2 separate regions of the Mus musculus genome follow, and region 2 is linked to region 1. The links are chromatin contacts, called in public Hi-C maps. All regions are on one chromosome and are shown on one strand. Each heading gives the region's core, a stretch centred on a gene start, on an enhancer-like site or on the middle of the called end of the contact. The rest is flanking DNA. Distances are from core to core; before and after follow the strand shown. Region 1 overlaps Dhrs3 (dehydrogenase/reductase (SDR family) member 3). Region 2 overlaps Vps13d (vacuolar protein sorting 13D).

Evidence for each region. A called contact is a pair of places that touch in the nucleus more often than the background predicts.
Region 2: a Hi-C map of bone marrow-derived macrophages shows a contact between it and region 1, with 41 read pairs. The contact joins two enhancer-like sites. A contact is called at or near these places in 5 of 484 Hi-C or Micro-C datasets (bone marrow-derived macrophages, colorectal tumor organoids, muscle stem cells and 2 more), 8 of 115 datasets of contacts at active chromatin or transcription factors (bone marrow-derived macrophages, double positive thymocytes, embryonic stem cells and 3 more) and 3 of 9 other capture datasets (adipose tissue, liver and pancreatic islet).

What each region holds. Positions count from the first base shown.
Region 1 is chr4:144,928,176-144,934,479 of GRCm38.p6, forward strand. It overlaps Dhrs3 (dehydrogenase/reductase (SDR family) member 3), which reads left to right. Exons shown (of 6, transcript NM_011303.7): 6 at 1-34. It also overlaps a transcript of Vps13d not described here. Among named protein-coding and RNA genes, the nearest start is that of Gm42344, 25 kb to the right of the region's middle. Within about 2 kb of position 1,961, at least 157 of the 459 cell types and tissues checked have an H3K27ac peak or open chromatin away from gene starts, as enhancers often do. A contact at or near this core is called in adipose tissue, bone marrow-derived macrophages, heart atrium and 1 more, where this site is marked.
Region 2 is chr4:145,048,425-145,054,728 of GRCm38.p6, forward strand. Vps13d (vacuolar protein sorting 13D) reads right to left here. Exons shown (of 70, transcript NM_001276465.1): 63 at 5,693-5,841. Among named protein-coding and RNA genes, the nearest start is that of Gm36317, 88 kb to the left of the region's middle. Within about 2 kb of position 2,282, at least 36 of the 459 cell types and tissues checked have an H3K27ac peak or open chromatin away from gene starts, as enhancers often do. A contact at or near this core is called in adipose tissue, bone marrow-derived macrophages, heart atrium and 1 more, where this site is marked.

The DNA.
Region 1 (6,304 bases), core at 711-3,210:
CATTGAATAAATGTCACTGTAGTCTGTGTGGAGCAGAGAGCAGTGTGACCTGGTAGGAATAGCATCCATGCATACAGCTTTTGCAGGTGGGTGGCCGAGAGCAGGCTAGTTTTCCTCCATACAGGGAGGAGAAGGTCTTAGGCCTCTGACTTAGTGAGTGGCTTCCTTGAAAACTGCAGGAAGTTCACACAGACCTAAGCATCTCTGGCTGGACCCTTGTGCTTATAGCAAGGAGGATGGGATAACTTGAAGGAAAGCAGGCTGGTCTGCAAGAGAAACACCAGGTATACGCTGTTTATGGAGCACTGATGGGGTACTGCCAGCCTAAGACATGGTGTTTACACTGTATCAAGTATCAGCTCTCCCTGCAGCCACTAGAGGAAAAAGCCCTCCCCCGCCCCCCCCCCAAAAAAAAGAAGAAAAAAAAAACAACAGCTCAGAGTGAGCACTGTCAAACCACTTGGTGGTGGGCAGCCAGATGCGATCCCCAGATCACTGTAGCTTCCTATAGGGAAAGTGTCTGCCCTGCAACCTCAACTTATTCATGAAACCATCTTCCCTCTGAGAAGCCATTATCCAAGATGAGAGCTCCCAGGGGATAAATGTACTGGTCTACCCTCATGCCCTCTTCAGGTTCTCCCTGGAAATAGTGCATGTCACTTCCACTCCCATTTCATTGGGCAAATCTGGTCACGTGATCATTGCCTGACAAAGATCCTGGGAGGATCATGTGGGCTGCCAAGCCCTTGAAGAAGACTTCATGAGGAAAAGTTAGAAATGAAGCCAACACAAGGATGTAGTAGCCCCGGAACCCATGCTGATACTGAGCAATCCCTACATAGGCAGAGACCTGGCTCACTTCCCAAACACTCTTCCAAAGGGAGAGTTTGGGAACTTATTTCGCAGATGAGAAGATGGGTTCAAAGCAGGATGTGGGCTTGTCCACACAGCTCTGACCCCTGGTTTTCTGTGACATCAGACAATAGCAAGCAACAAGGAGTCACATCCCAGCCATCTGTCACCTGCATTTTGGTCCTTGAGAATAGGTGTGTCCAGCGTGTATGGGGGATGTTAGTACTGCCTCAGCTCCCTTATGGTGTCTGGAAATCTCCTACAGCAGGTGCCTCTGCCTGGCTCTTCTAGGAGAGAGGCAGGGATGAGTCCATCTTCGTGGACAGGGAGAAATGAGTGTGTGTGTGTGTGTGTGTGTGTGTGTGTGTGTGTGTGTGTGTGTGTGTGTGTGTGTGTGTGTGAGGGTTCCTGTCTGCTAAGCCCCAGTTTTCCTGATCACCTCTGAGCAACTGAGGTATTTTTGTATCATGGTCTGTAGGCTGACGTTATAGAGATGTTTTGATTATTGGGGTGTCCATGAAGTTGCATTTAGCCTATAAACTGGAAATGTAGTGACAACCTCAAGGGACTATGCTGGGATGCTAGAATAAGCAAGACTCAGAGAGTCTTTACCAGGGCAAGCATGTATGATCACTGCCTCAGCTACAGGGACTGGATACCTTGGTTTCCCAGTATGCAATGGTTTCTCTTGGTGGTAGGGTGGGGCCTTGTTTCCCCCACAACACACCGCAATACACCAACACCCCACTTTTGGCTTTTTTTTTTTCCTCTTCCTTTTTTTTGGATTGCTTCCAATAGAAACCAGAGAAAAGGCCTTGGGCAGATTCCCAGGAGGCCTCTCTGGTCCCTCCCTGGAATGGTTTGACTGCCTGGAGAGCTTCAAGAGTGAGAGTGGAGAGCTAATTCTGTCCCTTTGCTTGTCCAAGTGAAGGAGAGTGACAAGCGCCAACCCCCTGAGGGGCAAAACAGGCTGTGCCAACCCTGTAAAGAAGCCTTGGGTCCTGGGAAATGACCCAGTTGCCAGGCTGGAGGTTCCTCCCAAGCCCCAAAGAGAAGCAGATTGGGAGTGGGTGCCAAGCCCAGGGAGGCATCAGACCTCAGCCCTGTCTGGCTCAGGTCCAGGGGAGCAGGCTGTCTGGCTGGACCAGTGGTCAGGAATTCAGTCCTGTGGTCACCAGTAGTTCCCAGAGACCAAATTCTTTGAGAAACCAACTCTCCCAGGAATAAGCTGATGTCTTAAAAAAAACGAAACAGAAAGATCCAAGGTTGACTCCAGAGGTCACTATTAGGACCCTCCTAGCTGAGAACTCCATCCCATAGAAGGCAGTTTTCACCTTTATGGTGTTTCTATCTGATGGAAGACAAACAAACAAAAAGAACCCAGGCCACAAGGAACAGGAGCTGAGGTTCTCAAAGAACAGCTCTACTGGCTGGGAAAGGAGAGAGGAGGCTGTCGCCCAAGTACAGCCCCTCCCCCAGGAACGTCTTTCTGACGCTCAGTGGTATGGGACTGAACTAAGCCGAGAGGACTTCTCTACGCACACTCCTGGCTTCAGGCAAAGCCAAAGGCGACAAATATCCGCTGACGCAGAAGGAAGGGCTGGAACTGCTCCCGGACAAGTCTCCTAAGTTCCCAAACATTCCTTAGGGCTTGGAGTGCAGCTCAGTTTGTGGAGTGCTTGCCTAGCTCTGGGTTTGATTCCCCAATACCACAAAAACCAAGCGTGGTATATGCTTTTATTTCTAGCACTTGAGAGATGGGGGCAGGAGAATCAAAAGTTCAAGGCTTTCTTCAGCTATATAAGGAGCTGGAAGCCAGTCCAGGAGTTGATTTGAGACCCTGTATCAAACCACAAACAAACAAAAAACATTGATTAGGGGCCAGAGAGATGACACAGCAGACAAGGGCACTTACTGTCTGCCTAGACAACCTGAGTTATATCCCTGAGGTCCGCCCTTACCCTTGGATGATTCTCTGTCCTCCATATGTACCCTCCCCCTCCCCAGAACACACAATAGATAGATTGGTGTACAATAGTTTAAAACATACCTGGGTCCACATGTGTCTACATGGGAGGGCTGTTCAGAGTGGGATTAAGATAGCTCTTCACATCCCCGGAGCCACTGTGCTTATCTGTTCAAAGCTCCCACTCCCCAGCTCTTGAGCCCACCCTGAAGCCAGAAAGCTCCATAGGAAGTGGGAGGCCCTGGGATCTGGGGGAAGGGGAAGCTGACTTACACCTCCCTTTCTCATTGCTGTAATAAAACACTGGCAAAGGCAACTTAAGGAAGAAAGAGTTTACTTTGGCTCCCAGTTCAAGGGAAAGTCCATCAAGGTAGGGAAGCGGGAGCCTGAAACAGCTAATCATGTTATGTCTACAATCGGAGCGATGGACGCATGCGTAGTAGGACTCAGCTCACCGTCGATTTCATACAGGCCAGGATCTCCTATCTAGGGAGTTGTCCTGGCCACAATTAAGATTCTCTTCCCATATTGAACCATTTCCCACAGGTATGCTCAGGGACCTTCCTCCCAGGCCATTTTAGATTCTTCTGCCTTGATAGCAATTAATATTCACTCTTAAAAGAAGGAATTCATAATTCCTAGTGAGCGCTATCCCACCATCCTTGCCTTTGAGAAGCTCTTTGACACAGCTCCCTATGTCTTGGGAAGAAAAAAGACAGGGATGATCCCTTAGAAGACACAGCTGGGACTAAGAGCTATTGTCCTGCTGGGATACTGCTCTCCAAATGGGAGATGCCCAGGATGGAGAGAAATCTTGAGTAGCAGGGCCATCACAGAGGCACCATAACTGGCAGCAAATGCTATATTGGGTTCTCCAGAGAAACAGAACTGAAAGAAAAGAGAATGAATATATATATATATATATATATACATATATATATGTATATATATATGAACTATATGTGTGTGTGTACACGTATATTTACATATACACCATATATATGTACATATACAGGATTTATTAGAATGACTTACAGGCTAAGGTCCAGCTAGTCTACCAATGGAAGGTCCAAGATCCAGTAACTGTCCATTCCATGAGTCTGAACACTTCAGCTGGTTTTCAGTATACAACAAAATCTTGAAAAAGCAGGTTCTAATGCCAATAAAGGAATGGATTTGCTAGCAAGGATGAGGGCAAGCAGGCAAAGAGAAAGAGAGCTTTTTTTTTTTAAATGTCCTTTATATAGTCTGTCACCAGAAGGTATGGCACAGATTAAAGATGGATATTCCCTCCTCAAAAGATCTGGATTAAATTATTCCCACTTCAAATTAATTAAGAAAAAAAAACCTTTACAGGTATACCCAACCAGTTGGGTTTTAGTTAATACCAGATGAAGTCAAGTTGACATCCAAGAATAGCCATCACATCACGCTGGCACTCGGTAGCTTGTCCTGACCCAGGAGGCTGTCTGGTCCGTGCACATCATGGAGCATTATTGAGATCAGAGTCAAATTCATGAAGCAGTGGGATCCAATGGTGTGTAACATATTTTTCAAAACTGGTTTCCGTGGACACCTTGACTCACATGCACAAATCCACATACACACATACACGAATTTACATAAATTAAAAATACAACATTAAAAAAAGAAAGAAAGAAAGACAGACAGACAGACAGACAGACAAACCAGTATGTAGTCAGAATCAAGATGAAAATCGCATGATCTTTTCAATAGATGCTGAAAAGGTGTGATAAAATTCAACATCCCTTCACAATCAAAGTCAAGAGAGACAAGGGATAACCCGAGAATCATTCAGTGTGACGTGTGCATGTAACAAACCTCTAGGTAACAATATACTAAATGGGGAAGAATCGAGAGCAGTCCCAGAAGCTGAGCAAGACAAGGTGTTCTCTCTTTCCACTTCTATTCAATATAGGGCTTGAGTTGTCAGCCAAGTAAAAAGGCAAGAAAGAGAAATGAATATAGACAGACAGACAGACAGACACAAATAGAAAAGGAAGGTGTCAAACAATTCCACTTCCTTATGATAGTCAAATTGAGACAGGCTGACTCCATGACAGATTTCAAATTGTCAGCCTAAGAGACTAGGCTTAAGAACTGGGCAAGGCCAGGCAAGTCAGTTAAAAAACAAAAAACAAAAAAACCCAGGCTTCAGACAACTAGACAGAAACTAGAAAGTGCCCAGCCACCTAGCCTGAAACAAGGACAGTGGGTCAACAAGTTTCCAGACCTTCCCAGTAACAGGTTCCAACCCCCATGCGCCAGTAATGGAATGTACCTAGAGATGGAGTAAGATAAAGGCCACCCAACCCGGACTTCCTCAATGACAGTTTCCAGCCCTCACGCTCCTTACAGAATGGAATGCCCTTAGCAATGGAGTAAGATAGAGGTCACCTTTCCCAGAATCCCCTAGCATGCTTTAGGTCTAGCCTGTGAGCTCATTCGGTTGCCTCTCCATTTTGGAGTTAAGGATCTCCTCATGCTGCTCTTCTGCCAGATAAAACACTCCTTGCTTTCGCATACTATTTGAGTCTGGAGTATCATTCTTTGGCGAACAATGAACCCTTACAAAGTAATCTTCCATTATAGGACCAGATCATAATTTATCCATCCATCACCAAAGTTGATGGATATTTGAGGACAATATCTGCTTTGCACTTGCACCCTTAAGACCAGACATCCCATGAGGGCAGAGCATCTGGCACAACCTGGCTGTCTGCATAAGTAGACTCTTCAGCAATGGCTGCAAATAGGGAAGCCCCTTCTATGTGCAAGTGGAGCCCCTGAGCCTGAAAAACCACAGTGTATTGCAAAATGTTCAAGACTTCATCCCAGTATTCCTGACGTCGTGGACAGGGCCACTGGCAGGGCTGTCCTGAGCTCTACTGGAGACCTGACAGTACCACTGTCTTCATCTTTCACAGTTATGACAATCAAAAATAACCCTGGGACTCTATGAAATGTTTCCTACAGAGCTGAGTCACCCTGGTGGGAATATTTGGTCTTCAGGCCATTTGTTTCTTCTTTGCAACAACTCAGAGTTGTGGAAGTGTGGTGACTTAAATAGGAATGGACTCCCACAGGCTCATATATTTGAACACTTGGTCCCCAGTTAGTGGAACTGTTTGGGAAGGATTAGGAGGTATGGCCTTGCTAGAGGAAGTGTGGCACCAAGAGTGGCCTTTGAGGTTTCAAAAGCCCACCATCTGCTGGATGTGGCAGAGCATGCTTTTAATCCCAGCACTCAGGAGGCAGAAGCAGGCAGAGCTCTGTAAATTCAAGGCCAGCCTGACCTACATAGTGAGTTCCAGAACAGCCAGGGTTATTCAGAGAGGCCCTGTCTCAAAATAAAACAAAAAACAAACAACAACAAAAAAGGCAGTTAGCATTGTTTGTTGCTAGCTGTGGAAACTGAAGTCTAGGATGCTTTAGTGGCCTGATCCCTAAAAGGTTAGCTGATCC
Region 2 (6,304 bases), core at 1,032-3,531, 120 kb after region 1:
TTTCTATGTGAATACCTTGTACACATTCAGTGTGTCCCTAGGTAGTTATGGTAAGTTAAAATGGCCACAGTTCTTTGCATCTGCCATGGATATATTTTGGTGTTCTTGTCGAAAGTCTATTTTCCCTTCACCAGAATCTTTAATAACTGTCATTTGCTTCAAAGGTAAGGCTATGCAATCAGTGAGCCTGAGAATCGAGAGACCTTCAGGCCTCTACACTGTATTTTCTGATGCCTTCACCATGTGGAAATGCTGAAATTATCTATTAAAGATATGGGCTCACTAGGAAGGTTATACTGAAGCTAGTCCCACCCATCTGACCTGTGAGAGACAACAGGAAGTTTGTTGTGAGAGTTCTTTTAGAAATATAAGAGAAGTTATGTCTACAATGTCTCATCAACAAGAAGTAGAAGCAAGGGCTTTGAAAGGTGATGGGGTTCCCATCATGTTTGGTATACCCCCATCACCCCTCAAACACAGGCACAATGGTTTGCGCATGTGATTCCAGCACATGGGGGGCATAGAGAGGCATAGCTAGGACTTGTTGGCCAGCCAATCTATCCTAACTGGCAAGGCCCAGGTCACTGAGACTTTATCTCAAAATATGAGGTTAACAGCTCTTGAGGAACAACACCCAAGGCTGTCCCAAAAACACACACACAGGACACACACACACAGGACACACACACACAGGACACACACACACAGGACACACACACACAGGACACACACACACAGGACACACACACACAGGACACACACACACAGGACACACACACACAGGACACACACACACAGGACACACACACACAGGACACACACACACAGGACACACACACACAGGACACACACACACAGGACACACACACACAGGACACACACAGACAGGACACACACAGACAGGACACACACACACAGGACACACACACACAGGACACACACACACAGGACACACACACACAGGACACACACACACAGGACACACACACACAGGACACACACACAGCCAAATAAAAAGGCAAATTAAACCCTGAAAAACACTGTTACTTCCATCAAAGACAAAACTTAGAAAGAGTTTGTAGTGAAGATATAAAAGACCAATAACCTGATAGAAACCTGATCAAGTGCTAGGATCAGACAGTTCACAGAAGCAAAACCACACACACACACACACACACACACACACAAAGCAACAGTAGAGGAAGAGACACAGGAAGACACACAGTTAAATAAATACCAAACAGAAGATACATGGCACAAACAATCAAATAAATACCGACCAGACCAGATGAGCCGAAGACAGGGAGAGAGCACTGGTTTGGTACTTGGAATGTCACTGATGATATCAGAAGGAAGAATTTTAGGAGCTGAGACCATCATTGAATTACCAGTGTGGTGGCACACCCCTGCAATTCTAGTGCTTGAGAAACTGAGACAGGAAGATTGCTAAATTCAACACTAGGGGGTTTTAAACACCGATGATGGCCAGATTTCTATCAGGTTATTGGTTTTTTTTAATCTCTTCCCATTGTATAAAATCTTTATAAAAGTCTTGTCTTTGATGGAAGTGTTTTGAACTGAGAGATAGACTAAATTTAAAGCCAGCCAGACTAAAGATATGTTAAGTGCACAGCTAAAGTCACATGACTAGCCATGAGCGAATCCTAGACTTGAATGTGCTGTTTTCACAACAGCAACTACCTATTTGGTAGAAAGCGCCCAAGCCAGAGGGCTCCACTATTTCTTCTCAAAGTCATTCTGCATTTGTTCAGCCGTGCTCCCCACTAAAGAGTGAGTAGGCATGAAGTCGGCAGAGAGCATGCCTAATTTCCCCCATTTCACTGACAGAGAAACTGACAGCCAGCTTAAACTCCTTATTCATAGTCAAAGGCCAATCATGCTATGAAAGTGTAAGGACATGGTCTTACCAATGCAACTCCAATAAGAAGAGATTTAGAAAGCATGATTAAACAAAAGCTTAAGCCAGAAAGTTAAAACAAAACAACAACAACAAAAACCCACTAAAACACAAATTCCTCATTGCGACCAAACATTAAAAGAGACTGGTGTATTGCTGCAGGGACCTTTGACCTCTACCAAGCTGCAAAGTCCTCCCAACAGGCACCATCTACCCTGGAACCAAGGAAGTACCCAGTCCTGAAGTGAAACTGTCTTCACCTAGTCATTTACTGTCTGGGGTCCCTTATCTGCAGAGGCGCAGGGCCAGCCTGTTGGTATGAATTACTCTGCCACCTTCAGGCTGATCTGGTCTGTGGAAGAAGGCATGAGAGGAAAAGAAAGCCATATAGGATTGCGCCCTCCCAATGAACTGAGCCACTGCTTGCATATAGTAGGTCACAGCTCTGATCCTGATTTACTCAGGCAGCATCTTCCTGCTGCAGAGGGGATTCTGGAGAAAGCAACCTGTGCTCATACGTTCCTGATAAAACAGAGAAGTATCTACTCCCACTTCCCAGACAAAACGGCTGAAGCCTTCCAGAGACGGCGCCAAGTTGAAAGAAGAAATACCTGTCCACGAGGCCTCAGATCACAGCTAGTCCCTGGGCCGTGTCCTTTCCTTTCTTAGTTTATTCCACACTAAACAAAACTGTCTGGAATTCATTCTCTAAAGGTTTATTTATGGCACATAGAGACTGTTTATGTGAAGCAGGGCATGTGCCTATTTCCCTTTGGGGACAGTGTTTAAAACTATGGGGCTACTTCCCTCTCTGGCACTTTCTGAAACACAATTAACAATACTGGATCTTTTTTCCTTTTAACAAATCTGGTTTTTATTTAGAGAGGAAGGGAAAAAGTAAAGGGTCTGAAGTTTCCCAACAAATTATTTCAAGCCTTTGAGAAGACAGTTTTAGGCTTTTTAAATAGTGTCTTTGTTTGAAACTCCCCCTTACCCCCACCCCCTGCTCTCTGACCATTAAAGTGTGGGTTTTCTTCCAAACTAGATTGCTCAATTAAGGTCCTTCTTTTGTTATACCCCAATGCTCTAAATGGGAAAAGGCCTGCTGTAGGCCACCTTCTGAAACCTTTTAAAGACCCCCTGGTATCTTTTGATCTTTAAAGGAGTCAAGGAAATCCCCATTAAAAGCTACCTGGCTTTTCAATATGCCATGGCATCTCTAACATGCAAGCTCTATGCAGAGAGACCATGAGGAGAAGGGAGGGGCAGCTGTGCTCTTGTGTCTATGAAATGGAATATTAGCTTCCCTTCTTCTGTCAGTCACGAATCCAAAGAAGATAGCAGATGGAGACAGCTTCCAGTCACCTGGACAGTGTGGATGCCTTTGAGTCACCAGACAGACACTGTATCTGGCAACAATGTACCTCAGTGTAAATCTGGATAGGCAGAACCCCCTCCCCCAACATTTCTGACAGCCTCGCTCCTGCCTGGGAATCCAGAGAATGGAGGCAATTGTTCCTTCAATACTAAGACAGGGTTACCTTTTACACAGACTCCCGTGACTGCTGTTCAGGGAGAGGGCTCCGTTTCTAAGCACATGTTTTTAGTGATTCCATATTCATCAGAAAGAGTATATTGCTCTTCCTAAGAGCTCCTAATAAAGGCCTGTTACTCTGTTAGAAAACTCTGACTAAGTGATATTGTCTAAGGAGTCCCAGACTCCAGGAGGAATACTCAAGGTATAGTAACATGGTGACTTCCACAACCCCAGAGCTCCACTCTGAAGTTCCAATCCCAACATCCTGCTGAAACACAGGTATGTCATGGCATCTGCTTAAGAGTGCTCTAAATTCAGTAGAATACCAGGAAGACCGTCAACATGAAGGACTGGAATCACTCCAGCAGAGCACACACTGCACCAGTAAGAGATGCAGAGGACACATGGCATCTGTATCACAGGACTGTGAAGGACACATGGCTTAGGTACCCGGGACTGCAGAGGACACATGGCATCGATACCAGGAGTACCATTGGATAGCAAAGGACACACAGCATCAGTCCCATAGGACTAGGGACCAGGCACTTCTGCTGGGAGCGCTGAGAGGAATGCTGGGGTCTGTGATCTTTAACAAGATGATTTTAAATCAAGAAGTCTTACACTTGCAGGAAATGCTTAGCTTTGGTTTGCTGGGTGAGAGCCAAGTGTTCTGGGGGAACAGACTTTATCAAACAAATCCATTCCAAAGGTCACATAAGTCAAGTGGATACTTGTGGATATTAGCAAGACAGTAGTTTTCCCATGGTTTTCCCCTTACTCCCAAGCTAATTATAACCATCTCCAGCCTCCTGGGAAATACAACATTAGGGCAGATTGAGCAGCAAAGTGGTGAGAGGAGAAAGGCACTGTACCTCTTTTCTCAGGATGCTGCCCCTGGTCCCAGCTAGCCCTCCCTTGACTTCATTCACTGAAGCCATCACCCCTATTATCTAGAGGATGACGCTGAGCAGACAGCTGTCTCATCACCTATAGGTCTATTTTAGAAGCTGGGAGTTGGCAGGCTGTGGCACATGAGGCCCACACATGTGTTCTGTCAAGCCCACAAGGCTGGGTTTTAGTCAGTTTTTCTTTTGTTTTTTTTAATATGAGTTGGTGGCCAACATTTAAAACCCAGGAGATTCCATATAAACCTGATGATTTGGCAGTGGGCTGCAGTGGGGCTGTGCTGACCCTCCTCATGGAGCTGTGCTGGACTAAAGGTTCCCTGCACTTGCAGGTTGACCCTGCAGCAGAATTGGCATGGGCATCAGAGCCCAGCACTGCAGGCTCACAACTCATTTCAGCTATCTAGATGTTCCTCTGTGGAGAGAGTGGGTATCCTGGATCTTCTGAGAGAAGGAAGGAGGGGAGAGTGAGCAGGCAATGGGAAGAGGGAGGGTTGGACAACTGTCTTCAAGCACAGTACAAGGGAGAACCAGAAGCAATGGCTGCCAGTCTGAGGCAGACTTAGAGTCTGAGTAAGGCTAGACATTTCAACATCCATCTGACCCTGCTCTTGCTTTGAGCAACACCTTGCTACTAACTAGGCTAAAGAAACAAGACCATAAACTTCTGTCTCCCCACCTATCAAGCAAGGGCACCATTGAGGACACACAGTCTAATGACAGCCTCACCTATGTGCCAGGATGCAGCACAGAACCCAGACATGACAGACTTGGATTTGAATGTCAGCCTGCTCCCTTCCTTAAAATATGCCTTGTTACTAAAAGTGAAGGTGTTGTTAAGGCTGTCCTGGTCACCTGTGGATCAAGATGGTTAGTAGGAGGGTTATGTCCTGAAGCTGTACAAGGCCATGTTCCAGCAAGATTATAGCTGAGTCTCCCTCTAAGGTGGCAGACCTTCCTAAGTGACACTTACCCCAGATGCTTAGAAGACAGCAAGAGAGATCTGGGCAGTGGGTCAAAAGAAAGGCTACCTTAGCCTCAGTTCCTAAGACAAGTAACAAGCCCAGGAAAAAGGTTTCTACTGCCCTGAGGTAAATCTAGAAAAACCCAAAAAATAAATGAGAGTTACATCATCCAGTTTTATCCTTTTTGGTAATATCTTGATCTTCAGCAAAGTTATGCCTAAACATTAGACAAAAAGAGTATTTCACAAATTAATGAACACCTATAAAAGGAAAGGTACAAAGTAAATGCTGTGAGTACTAATTCCAGACAGACAGAATGAACCATCAACGCACACTCCCACAGAGAGTGTGCCAGCTGTGAGCTCACCTTAAGGTCCAGTGGCAGCTTGTTGGAGGTGAACACACTGAGCTTGATCTGGGGGATGCTGATCTTGAGGTTCTCAAAGTAGTATCGAGTTGGAGTTCCTCCCTGCTCTGCTGTTTTCTCATGGATGTTTTCATCATACTTTTCCACCTCTGATCCAAAGGCATAAGTAAGAAACGAAAACAAAAGCTGTTGGCATCATGATTCAAACATGTATGACCTCACCTAAAAACCTACACAAACAAAAACCTACATAAATTTTCTTAGTTTCTTTGTGGGCTCAGGAATGTATACAATATGCAGACGCATTATTATATAAAAGTAGGCTGTTACATTGGTTATACAAAGGTAGGTTAGCTTCATCGGTTAAACTGTGACTCTGAGCCACCCAGCAGACAATATCTTAGAAAGCCAAAGGTCACAGGTTCATTTGCTGACCACAGGCTTTCCAGAACTATTGCTGTCATTTCAAGAACCTATGATCTAGGTTATATGAGTCTAGAGTGCAGTACAGCTGAGCCAAAAAGACACTCTCAACATAAAGCAACACTTTGGGGAATAAAAACAGTTCCTGAGAAAGTGCTGGCACAGCATCCTCCTGAGCAGGGCAAGTCT